Linked DNA regions of Mus musculus: regions 1 and 2 are each linked to region 3. Evidence: chromatin contacts called from public ChIA-PET data. All regions are on one chromosome and are shown on one strand. The core of a region is the stretch at or near the end of the contact, and the rest is flanking DNA. Distances in the headings are between cores, read along the strand shown. Region 1 holds the start of Zfp688 (zinc finger protein 688). Region 2 holds the start of Prr14 (proline rich 14). Region 3 has its middle 3.5 kb from the start of Gm51458.

Region 1 (4,031 bases), core at 555-3,054, 210 kb after region 3:
AGATATAGATATGCTACATATATGCTAAAACTCAATTTATTTATTTTTTTCTAAAAAATGGGGTTAAATTAATATATTTTCTTTCTGACCCAGCCTCATTCTGTAACCCAGACTGGCCTACAACTCTTCCCACCTGGGTCTTCTGAGTGCTGGGCTTACACAAGCCCTCCACTGCTGGCTCCACCTACATATTAATAAACTTGGCAAAAAATTACAATGCAATTTAAAACTTTCTCTCATTCCAGTTCCAACCTCAAAATCCGTCAAAGCTGTGGCTGACCCCTCCTTCTCCCTCCACCCTACGGCTGCTGTAAAATGATCCGACAGGAGCTGTCAAAATGGTGGCTCATGTCAGAAAGGCCACACCTCTCTACCTTCTCAGCCTGCAGCCTTCATGGAAGCTGTCCACGGTGGCACATCTCTTTTCCCATCTCAGCAGGAGTTGTCCCACAGGAGCGGTGGGTGACACCTTTCCTGCCTCAGCCTACAGCCTTGGTGAATTGAACACCACTGCAGGAGCTGTCCACCCCCTCTCTAGCCTCCCCACACAGCTCCACAGAGATGCTACCTCAATCAAAGCCATCTGTAGCCATGGGCCCAATGCAGGAAAAGGGGGTGGTGGAAAAAAGCCACCAATCCCTGAGTAGGAAAAACAACAACAACAACAACAACAACAAAACCCCACTTCTCTCTGAGCATGAAAACCCACCAACACTTGAACAGGGAAAAACAAAACAAAACAAAACAAAACAAAAAAAAACACCAAGCCCTGAGCTCCCCAAGATCAGGATTTGAAATCCCACCAATCTTTACTCTCTGCCCTGAAAAGCTCTACCCCCTAAGAAGTCCTATATAAGGTCTGCCCTCTGTTCACTTCCCTATTGTCTGCTCCAAGGAGCAGAGGGCAGCTTTCTCTGGATTCATCCCTCCACACATTGGACCCTCCAGCTTGTGGTTCCTGAGCCCCCATGTCTCAGAATACCCTTCCCTTAGGAGACTGTCCCACCTCTGGGCTGTGTGGTTCCTGGGCTTCCACGTCCCAGAATATGCTTTCATCCGAGCAGAAACACACTAAGCACACCCCTTAGCCTGTAACTTAAATATACAGACTAAGCGAGCAGAACCACCGGTTCAAGTATTCTGTCAACTTCTCTGAAGACACGAACTGAGTTTCTGAAATGCAATACTCAGGCTTTGCCAGGTTCTAGAGGCTAACCATCAGATTCCAGTTACATCAGCAGGACGCACACTGGGAGACTGGGGAGACACTATCTCAGGCACCAGGGATGCCCAGGTCCTCAGAACAGTTTCAGATGTCCCGCCATTCCGAAGCCAATTGCAACACTGCTGCTCCTTGCCGTTACAGCCAATCATCAGCCGTTGTAATTGCGCACAGAGGTCCATGAGGCAGCAGGTAGCGGGTATTTTTTGAAGGTCTCTCTTTCCTACACATAGAAACGAACACCAACATTCCTGAAGCGGTCATTGTATTTAAGGGCAAATGGGGCGCCGCGGGCAGTGGAAGTCCGAAGTTTGTTAAGCTGCAGAAAGGGCACCTCAGTGCCGTCAATGACAACTGAAGCTAGGCGGTCTCCATGTTTTCTGAAGACATCTTTCGGTTCCCTTCACACCTTCGTGTCTTTGTGTGAGCAGCTGTGGAGTAAACACTATTGCTCTGCATTCCCTTGCGGCCAGTAAGGCTGCCGCGTTCGTTCCGCACGCGTTGCTAGCAACTGTGACCAAGGGGCGTGCCAAGGGCGTGGTTTCCCGCGGTTGCGGAGGCCGGAAGCGGAAGGCTAGGGCAGCCAAGCCGCTGCCTGGGCAGGATCCCCGATGGCGCCACCCCCGGCCTCACTGCTGGTTCCGATGCCTGGGGAGATCTGGCCCGGTTTCAGGAAGCCTGAGCTTGTGAGCTTCGCGGACGTGGCCGTGTACTTCTCCCCGCAGGAGTGGGGGTGTCTGCGGCCCGCGCAGAGAACCCTGTATCGGGAGGTGATGCGCGAGACCTACGGCCTCCTGGGCGCGCTCGGTGAGGCCCCGAGTCAGAGCCCCGCCCCCATCCTCCTGGGGGTTCACCGGGGAGTTGCAGTAGACCGATCAAGTGGATTATGAGCCCTCATCCCGCACTTTTCCACCAGCAGCATCAGTCACCTTCCATTCTCAGGGCTTCCTCGGGAGTCTCCATTCAGGCAAGAGCATCGCAAACCCTGTCCAGGTTAATGTGTGCATAAGTTCCGAGGAGGTGCCCTCACCCTAGTGGGATGCTATCTGCCCCGGCCAGCCTCTCAGGCCAGCACTGTGACCCCTGTTCTCTCTCAGGGTTCCCGGGCCCCAAACCAGCCCTCATCTCTTGGATGGAACAGGGGAGTGAGGCTTGGAGCCCCGCCGCCCAGGATCCTGAGGAGGGGGAAAGCCTGGGAGGAGCTCCGAGAGGTGAGGGATTGTCCCAAGTCCTCCTGAAACCTTGTTTGTCCGGGGGTTTCTTCTCTAGTAAACCTTTCTTTCAGATTCCCCATTCCAGCATCCCTACAGATTAGAGCCTACATGTTCAGATACTAAAGAAAAGAAAGCCTATCTACTCCAGAGTTTTGGAAATTCAGGAGAGCTGTCCTATTAAAAACAGTAGGGGGGCTGGAGAGATGGCCCATGAGTCAAGAGCACCTACTGTTCTTCCTAAGTACCAGCGTTCAATTCCCAGCACCCACACGGCAGCTTACAGCTGTCTGTAACTCCAGTTCCAGGGGACCTGACACCCTCACACAGAACCAAATGTAGGCAAAACACCAATGTATATAAAAACAAATAAATACATCTTAAAAAAAAAAACAGAGTAGGAGAATCTAGAACTCAAAGAATGTTTATGTTTCCAGATGTTTGTTAAAATAACACTCATTTCCCCTTTTTAAAACTAACTAAGGCTGGTCATTGTGGCACACACCTTTAATCTCAGTACCCCGGGGGGACAGAGGCAGGGGGATTTGAGGCCAATTGAGACAACATACTGTGAGACCTTGTCTCAGCTCACCACCCCTACCCTCCAAAAATCCCTAAAATGCCCCTAAAAATAGAACTTGTCTGCCTATCATAGTTCTTGAACAAGGCAAAGTGGTACACAAGAAAAGTGTCTGCCTGGATAATGACAGCTTGGCTCGTCTCCCATCTCTACCCTGAGTGGAAGAACCCTGAAGCAAATATGGTGCCTCATCTATCAAAGAACCGCTGCACCAAAACCAACTACAAAATACACCAGTAAATACTGTTTATTGAGCATTTACTAAGTGACCAATAAGCATGTATGTATTTAATCCAACAATCCTGGAAGTCAGGGGACCGTTACTTTTTCCCATTTGACACAGGAGGAAGGGGATTTTAACTGACTTTCAACAACTCCGTGTTAGCCACCGGGCTATGCTTTGGTGCTGCCTGGGTAACAGCTAGAGTGGTCAGTGCAGACGTGTTAGGTTTTACTGAAACTTTTTTCCTAAGATTTATCTTTATTATTTTTCATTCTGTGTCAGTGTATGGGTCTCCATAAGTGCAGCTGCCCAGGGAGACCGGAGTCATGAGCGTCCCTGATGCTGAAGTTACAGTGGTTGTAAGCTGCCCCATGTGGGTTTGGGGAAGTAAACTCAGGCCCTGTGGAAGGACAGCAAGTGCTCCTAACCACTGAGCCATCCCAGCCCCGGGTTTGTTTTATTTTTGTTGTGTTGATTGTTTTCATTTTTAAGACAGGTAGCTCTGGCTGGCCTGGAACTCAGCATTTAGACCGGGTTGTCTCCAAACCCACAGAAACCTACCTGCCTTTCCTCTGAAGTGCTAGGGTTAAAGGTGAGCAACGATCACACCCTACTATCCTGTTTTTGAGACAGGATCTCACTATGTAGGCCATGCTGGCCTCAAACTTATGGCTATCTTCCAGCCTCACCTTTTCCAAATGCAGGGATTACAGCTACTTCCCTGGCGGGACAAATGGGGCTTTTTAATTTGGTTTGGTTTGGTTTGGTTTTTGTTTTTTTGAGATAGATTTCTCT
Region 2 (4,030 bases), core at 1,113-3,612, 160 kb after region 3:
GTCTGCCACTGGCAATGTCTTCCAGTACCACCACTAGGGTGGGCTGTGGGACCTGGTCTGTCTTTTTTGAGGGGCTCTCCTCTGGGCCAGATGCTGCCCTTGATCTCATTCTCAAGGCAGGCGAGGACTGGCGGGCTCGAGTCAAGGGTTCTCTGCACAAATGCAGTGGGTCAGGAGGCCTAGAGAAAGAACAAGAAGGTCGGCGGGGTCAGTGGGCTCAGCTGTCTTCTCAGCTTAAACCCTTCCCTTTCACACTTACCTGGCTTGCATGGACCACTTGACCTGTTGGGATGGTAAAGCAGGTGACTGTGTGCAGACAGGATCCTGATGATGGTTGTGAGTCAGTGGGCTGGGAGTGTCCTCTTTGTGTGTCAGGGGGACCTACAAGAGGAAGGGCTGTAAGATGCAAGCAAAACTGGGTTTATGCCTATAATCCCAGCATTTGTGAGGCTAACACAGAAGACTGCTCAGAGTTCCAGGCCAGCCTGGTCTAAAAGGTGAGACGCTGTCTCAGTAAGACAAAACAAAACCCAGAGAAATAGAGTGACTGGACAGGGTCTTCTGTGTCTCACTGTGTCCTTAGCCACAGAGGTGAAAGAGATTTTCAGCTGGACTCCACGAAAATCCCTAAAAGAGGTGATTTGGTCTAAATTAGGGGTGAGATATTATTAGTCAGGAACTACAGGCGTGAAATGATGTAATCTCTTCTTCTTACCCAGGTTCTAGAGAAATAGAAAAATGGTAAAAGACAGTACCATTTTTCTCATGTCTGCCTTGTGGCCAAAGACACTACCAGCATGCTTCCGAACAAGAGAACAGAGAAGTGACAATTTTGGATTTTTGGGTTTTTTTTTTCTTTCTTTCTTTTTTTGGGTTTTTTTTTTGGGGGGGGGTTGTTTGTTTGTTTTCTGAGACAGGGATTCTCTGTGTAGCTCTGGCTGTCCTGGAACTCACTCTGTAGACCAGGCTGGCCTCGAACTCAGAGATCTGCCTGCCTCTGCCTCCCAAGTGCTGGGATTAAAGGCTTGCACCACCACTGCCCGGCTTTGGTTTCTTTTTTAAAAAGCACGAAAATATCATGTTTTTGTTTTACTCCCAGGTGTGGGATATGGGACTGCTTTAGATTGTCCATAGCAACTTACTAAGATTTGCCTCCAGCAGGGGCATAATTTTGCCAGCTACAGACAGGTTCTGCAATTGTATGACTTTTGGAATTCTGGGGACTTTTCATGTTAAGGCCCCCAAGGAATGGGTTGGTTATTGATTGGATGTTTGTTATTATTCACAAGAAGAAAGTAGATATCCTGATGGCGAAGATCAAACCTGCCCCAAGGAACTCGACACCCCTAATCAGCAGAAAGTAGCCTACCATCGCCCCATTCCCTCCCTTGCCTTTATTCGGAGATCTCTTTCCTCTCTATTCTTTTTCTTTCTTAACTAGTGTTAGGGGGTTGGGAGGATGGAAGAACCCACCAAGTAGCAAAGGATAGCGATAACAGGGCAGTCAGAAGAGTTTTTCATACTTAGTAGGATGTGGTTGGGTGAGTGGGTGACTGGACAGGCACATGAATTACCCAAAACCATATGGTCTTGCATTATGGAGGCTGCTTTGAAGGCTGGCTTAGTGGAACTGGTCTGACTTTAGTACTAAGCCAGGGCGGGGATGGAGGATAGGGAAGAGGGAGTGGTCTTTCACTTAAAGGGCTCACCCTGTTTGTAGTCATGACATCTTCCAACACCACGGCAAGGACCCTCCGAGAGGCCTTTTCTAGGGATGAAGGGGTCCCCAAAGGCTGCAGCCTCGGTCTTTTCGGGCTCCTGGCTTCCCATGATGCTCGAGATAGAGGCTGACGGCACAGGCTTGGCTGTGTAAAAGGGCTGGAGGGTGAAAGTAGAAGACAGTTGCCTGAACCTGTTGTTGCCTCTGTTGTAGTCGGGTGCAGCCGTCAGCATCCCCGTCTCCCGAGCTCAAGTCAGGCGGGCGGGGTACGCTCTCACCTGGAGTTCCCAGGCAAGTCCATGGGGGAAGCGGCGGTTCCGGGGAGTCCCTGGGGTATCCCAGGCTGAGGCCTGGGGTAAATTGGGGAGCGGGGGAGTGGGGAATGAGGGCCAGTTCCTCCCCCGGGACTCCGCCCTTCATAGTCCGCCTGCGGCTCCCGGTAGGGCACAGGCCCTTCCTCCAAAGGGCGCCCCCGGCCGGCCTCTCGGAGCCGGGTCTTCCCGCTGCAGCCGCCTTGATCACTCGGGCCCTGCCTGGCACCTGCCGCGAGACTGGATTGCGGAGGTTACAGCTCTCCCACCGCTCGAGCCTCCTGGGACCTTTGTCCCTGTTAGATGCCTCCCTGAGGTTCTCTGGGATCCGGTGGGATCCCGGTCCCGAGAGGCTTCCGTTTCCGCTAGATTCCTCTGTGGTCCTCGCCCCACCAAGCAAGAGCTCCAAAAGAATTACTCCACTTAGTAACAGCCCTCCCTCCTACCAGATCGCCTAAATTGGATCTCTGTGGAAAGAATCCTACTGCGCGGTTCTTCCAATCAGAAGCCGCGCAACTTGCCTCCTCCCACTGAGAGCTTCAGCTTAACGAAGTTCCCCTTGGGGGAGGCCTAAACTCATCACTGAACTCAGTCCGGATTCTGGGTTATAAACTGTCAAACCAACCGGTAGACCATTCACTCCAATCCCAGAAGGTCCAGCCCACCGGTAACATCCCACCCCAAGCCCCCGCCCTACTTGGATCCCCGCCCCGCGTTCTCGGGCGCCCCGGACCAGTTGGCTCAAACGTTTTCTTCTCCCCCCGCCTCCCGGCCCTCTCTCCAGCCCGGTCCCCCCCACTCCCACCCCTCCCCTACGCCTCTCACCGCAGCTTTCCAAGGATCCGGGTTTCAAACAGCTCCCACCTCCGGCTTCTTTAAAGCCTGCCTTATGCAGCGCTGTCCAACCGTCAGAGGCCTTCTTCTGTGTGTCTTAAGCACCGCCCAATTGCCGGTTCCGGTCTTCCGGGGTTAGGAGAAACTGCGTGAAATCTCCTGCCCGCCATAATACGTAGGGGCAAAGAAGCTCAATTGTGCCTGCACCGCCATTTTAATTGAGGGCAGTCTGATTTTAGCACTAGTCGACCGAAAAGCGTCATTTTTCAAAGGCTGGTCAGCGACCAACTACTATATCACGTTTCTTGTTATATTTGGACAAGTGTAGGAAAGCTAAAGTTTCTCCACCTAACGTAATTTTTCTTGTTCTTAACGCCGGTGAATATCGATTAAATGTTAAGGATTTGGGAATTTCCCATTTTCTTAGGTTTAAGTTCCTTAGGATTGAAGTTCCGGAAGTCGGGACGGCGGGACGGAAAACCTGAAGATCCCAAGTTAAAGAGTAGGCCTGATGTGGCCTCTAGCTTCCAATTCAGTTTCTGGAGAGACCAGGAACAGCCTAAGTGGGGAGAAGGCTGGGTGCGGTGAGCTTCATTCACTAGCATTTCTCTCTCTCCTCCCCCCCCCCCCTCCTTTCTTCCTAGGTAGTGTCTGCAGGCCACTCAGAAGGCGACTAATATAACCAACCTGGGGTTGCTTGGTGGAGCCGGTTCATTGTCCTTCCTGTTCTGGGCTGGCAGAAGTAACTCTTGGAAGAGGAGCCTGTCCTCTGCAGGGTGTCAGGTAGTCTTTTGGAATAAGAGATAAGCAGTCGATCCTAATGCTGGAGAGCCTGCTCCAAAGGACCTTTTGTTAGGAGCTGGACTACTGGTGGGGAAGAAGTGGTCATTTACTGGCATCTTGCACTATGAATGCGCCTTTACCACCTAACCAAAGCTCCTAACTCCCCAAGAATTAGCTGTTCTGTGTCTCAGTGTGTGTGTTGGTATGTGGAGGTCAGAAACCATTGTTAGGTGTCTTCCTCAATTGATCTTTTTGTTTTTGTTTGGTTTTGGAGACAGGGTTTCTCTGTGTAGCCCTGGCTGTCCTGGAACTAACTCTGTAGACCAGGCTGGCCTCAAACTCAGAAATCCACCTGCCTCTGCCTCCCAAGTGCTGGGACCAA
Region 3 (4,506 bases), core at 1,934-4,433:
AAGCACTTAAGGCGGGATGATCTTAAGTTCCAGGCCAGCCTAGACTATATAAAAAGATGACATAGCAAGACCCAGTTTCAAAAACCAAAAATAATGAAATATATAAATAAAATAAAAGGTTCAGCAAGATGGCTCAGTAGATCTATTGCTAAACTGGATGGCAGGAGTCTGACCTCTGGAACCCCAAAGGTAGGAGAAAACAAACTCCCTCAGGCTCTTGTCTGACCTATACAAATGTGTGTGTGTGAGTAATAAGTGTAATTTTGTGGGCTGGAGAGATGGCTCAGCGGTTAAGAGCACTGACTGCTCTTCCAGAGGTCCTGAGTTCAAATCACAGCAACCACATGGTGGCTTACAACCATCTATAATGGGATCTGGCGCCGCCCTCTTCTGGCACATGCAATTCTCATATACATAAAATAAATAAATCTTTAAAAAAATTTTTTTTGTTAAAAACTCAGATGCTTCTGGGTGGTGGTGGCACACGCCTTTAATCCCAGCACTCGGGAGGCAGAGGCAGGAGGATTTCTGAGTTTGAGGCCAGCCTGGTCTACAAAGTGAGTTCCAGGACAGCCAGGGCTACACAGAGAAACCCTGTCTCGAAAAAACAAAAACAAAAAAACAAGCAACAACAACAACAAAAAAGAACCTCAGGAGCTAAGCTAGGAGGTGTGGTGAAGAGGCAGAGGTGGAGGCGGAGACGGAGGTAGAGGCAGAAGCAATTCAAAGGATGGCCTGGTTTACAAAGCAGGTGCTAGAATATCCAGGGCTATACAGAGAAATCTTGTTGAAAAACAATCAACCAATCAATCAGTAGAATTAAAACAAAACAAAACAAAACAAAACCACGATGACTCCGTGGTTAAGTGGCTTTGCTCTTAAAGATTTGATTTTGAATCCCAGCACCCATGGGGCAAGCCAGATGTCCCTACAAATGCCTGAAACTCCAGTACTATCAGAGGATCTCTGGTGTTTGCACATACATATGAATATTTTTTGTTTGGTTTTTGAGACAGAGTTTCTCTGTGTAGTCCTGACTGTCCTTCAAGTCACTCTGTAGAACAGGCTGGTCTTGAACTCAGAGATCTGCTTGCCTCTGCCTTCAAAGTGCTGGAATTAAAGGCATGTGCCAACTCTATCCAGCAATAAATATATTTTAAAGATGCATTTATTTATTTATTTATTTATTTATTTATTTAAGCACTCTATTTTCATGTATGCCTGCATGACAGAAGAAAACATCAGACAGAAGAGAGCATCAGATCCCATTATAGATAATTAATTGTTCTATATGCAGTTGCTGGGACTTGAACTCAGGACCTCTGGATGAGCAGCTAGTGCTCTTAACTGCTGAGCCATTCTCTCCAGCCAAACAACAAATATTTTTTAAAATAAAAATCAGTGGGAAATGGTGCCTGCTCCAGAATATCATCAACCCTGCTTCGAGGAAAATCTGTGACTGTGAAAGATGTTTTCAGAGCACAATAAAGCAAGACTTCTGGTTATGTTTTGTTTGACACAAGCTGTGTAATAGCCATGGCCAGTCTGGAGCTTGGTTTGTGGAACAAACTGGCTTCAAACTTGTGGCCACCCTCCTTCTGCTGCCACCAACCAGTTTTATCACACACAGTCCACATGTTCATTGTGGAGAATCTAGAAATGGATATCTCAAAGTCTTTGACCAGGTTAGAGACTGGTCAGTGTTACCAGATTTTCCTCCAAGGAAGCAACGCTGAAATACTCTTATATAATGTTTGAGAGCCTCCCTCCCTCCCTCCCTCTCTCCCCCCCGCCTCTTTCTTTCTTTTAAATGTATATGAGTCCTCTATCTTCAATGTACACTTGCATGCCCAAAGAAGGCATTAGATCGCATTACAGATGGTTGTGAGCCACCATGTGGTTGCTGGGAATTGAACCTGGGACCTTTGGAAAAGCACCTAGTGCTTTTTTTGTTTTGTTTTGTTTTTGTTTTTTTGAGGTTTTTTTGTATAGCCCTGGATGTCCTGGAACTCACGGCCGGCCTCGAAATCAAAAAAAGGCCTGCCTCTGCCTCACGAGTGCTGGGATTAAAGGTGTGGGCCACCACGCCCGGCTGTACCTAGTGCTCTTAATTGCTGAGCCATCTCTCTAGTCTCTGAAAGTGTCTGTTCTTATATGCTAATATAATAATACTATTTATGTTTGGATATTTCATGGTTATTTTAAAATTTATTTATTATTGTGTGAGTGTTTTGCCTATATGTACAGATGTGTACTGTGTACTTGACCCACAAATGTCAGAAGATCATATTAGATCCTTGGAACTGGAGATATGAATGGTAGTAAGCTGCTGTGTAGGTGCTGGGAACTGAACCCAGTCCTCCACAAGTGCAAGAAGTGCTCCTAACCCCTGAGCCATGTTTCCAGGCCCTCCTGGTTATTCTTAAGTTGCATGATGAAAGTTGTTTTATAATAAACATGGTAAGCAGAAATAGAAACCATGGGAGAAGCTGAAATCTGAAGAAAGCATTGCACTTCTTGAAGGTAGTTGATGTCTCCTGAGCTGATTTGAATGAGAAATGTGCCAGTGAGTATTCTAAATCACCTAACCCATCCAGGAAAGATATAATTCAACTGGAATTCCAAAATAGACCAACAAACAAATGACTTGTGATTGGCATGGGATGGCATGGTGTGAGCCCAGCAGGACAGAGTTAAGTCACAGCTCATCAGAGCAGGTATCGTTAGCTAAGGTGCTTGCTACATCTCTGAACTTCAATTCTTTGTATTGTTTTGGTTTTGATGTTTTGTTTGAGACAGGGTCTCTCCATGTAACCCTTGCTGTCCTGGAACTCACTCTATAGACCAGGCTAGCCTAGAACTCGCAGAGATCCCTTAGCCTCTGCCTCCTGAGTGCTGGGATTAATGGTTGTGTGCCACCATGCCTGGCTAGGTTTGGGGACTGTTTTGTTTTGTTCTGTTTTGATAAGAGTTTCTCTGTGTAGCCTTGGCTGTCCTGGAATTCACTGTGTAGTGGGATAAGCTGGTCTCCAGCTCGCAGATTTCAGCCTGCCTTTTGCCTCTGCCTCTGCCTCTAGAATGTGAGATGAAAGGTGTGTGCCACCACACTGGGTAGAACTTCAATTTCCATAAGCTAGGGGCAGCCTGTCAGGGGCTAGGGCTGTAGCTAATTAGCATTTTCCTAACATTCTGAGTTACAGCACCGCAGCATAAGTGTGTGGGGTGGGGTGGCAGTGAGGTAGGCTTGAATTCAGAGGTTGTGGCAGGAAGATGAGAACTTCAAAGGAAATTGGGCTTCATAGAGAGTTGAAGACCAGCCTGTTCAGTATAGCAAGACCCTACAAAAAATAAAAACAGAAGAGGAAGGGAAGGGGTAAGGCAGGGCTGGCTCGCACCAAGCCTGGTGCAGGATCTTCAAGATCCCCATTAAAAATACCAAAATGATCTTCTTACCAATTGGATGGTTCTAGGGCCAACTTGTTTTATTCTTTGTGAGTGGTCCTTGAAAGAGGGCAAGGCAGGTAGACTTATTATTTATCTAGTAACTCCAAAGGCCAGATAATCACTTACTGTATCTGCTTTGTTATTGTTGTTTCAGGTTTTTTGTTGTTTGTTTAGACATCACTACTACCTAGATGTGAGTTTCTGTTGGGATTAAGGTCACTGTTCTTTTTGTTTTGTTTTGTTTTGTTTTGTTTTTTGTTTTATTTTTGAGACAGGGTTTCTCTGTGTAGCCCTGGCTGTCCTGGAACTCACTTTGTAGACCAGGCTGGCCTCGAACTCAGAAATCTGCCTGCCTCTGCCTCCCAAGTGCTGGGATTAAAGGCATGTGCCACCACGCCCGGCTCTAAGGTCACTGTTCTTTTGCTATGAAGAAACACCATGACCAAGGCAACTCTTACAAAAAAAAAAAAAATAAAAAAATAAAAAAGAAAGAAAGAAAGAAAGAAAGAAAGAAAAGAAAAAGAAAAAGAAAAAGAAAAAGAAAAAGAAAAAGAAAAAGAAAAAGAAAAAGAAAAAGAAAAAGAAAAAGAAAAAGAAAAAAGAAAAAGAAAAAAAAATCAGGGGCTGGCTTACAGTTTCAGAGAATCAGTCCATTATCATCATCATGGCAGAGAGCATGACACCAAGCATGGTGCTGGAAGAGTCACAAAGAGCTACATCCTGATCCTCTAGAGGGGTGGGGGTGGGGGAGACTGGACTTAGCTTGGGCTTTTGAAACCTTAAAGCTCACTCCCAGTGACATGCCTCCTCTAACAAGGTCACACTATTGTTTTCAAACAGTGCCTCTGTTTAGTCACTGAGCATTCAAACACATGAGCGAACGGGGCTGTGCCAGAGTTGAGTATTTGTCCTGGTGGCTTTAAAGGCCTCACATCCACACTCCTAACAACTGTGGTCCTGGTTCGTACTGTGCGTCCCTGGGCTTCCTGTGTCTATCTGACTCTATTGAACTTGTTCTAGAGCAAAGATTGGAGACATGGCTTTCTGCACACACAATACAAA

Evidence for each region. ChIA-PET counts read pairs in DNA pulled down with a chosen protein or histone mark.
Region 1: a contact with region 3 is called in an RNA polymerase II ChIA-PET map of memory CD8 T cells, with 8 read pairs. The contact joins the promoter of Zfp688 here to the enhancer-like site in region 3. A contact is called at or near these places in 1 of 39 promoter capture datasets (macrophages), 1 of 484 Hi-C or Micro-C datasets (cortical neurons) and 3 of 115 datasets of contacts at active chromatin or transcription factors (embryonic stem cells, memory CD8 T cells and pancreatic cancer cells).
Region 2: a contact with region 3 is called in an RNA polymerase II ChIA-PET map of memory CD8 T cells, with 106 read pairs. The contact joins the promoter of Prr14 here to the enhancer-like site in region 3. A contact is called at or near these places in 6 of 115 datasets of contacts at active chromatin or transcription factors (the SCID.adh cell line, bone marrow-derived macrophages, embryonic stem cells and 3 more) and 3 of 9 other capture datasets (adipose tissue, liver and pancreatic islet).

The regions. Positions count from the first base shown.
Region 1 is chr7:127,419,807-127,423,837 of GRCm38.p6, reverse strand. Zfp688 (zinc finger protein 688) reads left to right here and starts at 1,804. Exons shown (of 3, transcript NM_026999.4): 1 at 1,804-2,029; 2 at 2,320-2,433. The coding sequence starts at 1,834.
Region 2 is chr7:127,469,946-127,473,975 of GRCm38.p6, reverse strand. Prr14 (proline rich 14) reads right to left here and starts at 2,362. Exons shown (of 11, transcript NM_145589.2): 1 at 1,999-2,362; 2 at 1,710-1,878; 3 at 260-381; 4 at 1-179. The coding sequence starts at 2,021.
Region 3 is chr7:127,631,343-127,635,848 of GRCm38.p6, reverse strand. No RefSeq gene overlaps it. Among named protein-coding and RNA genes, the nearest start is that of Gm51458, 3.5 kb to the left of the region's middle. Within about 2 kb of position 3,183, at least 9 of the 459 cell types and tissues checked have an H3K27ac peak or open chromatin away from gene starts, as enhancers often do. A contact at or near this core is called in memory CD8 T cells, where this site is marked.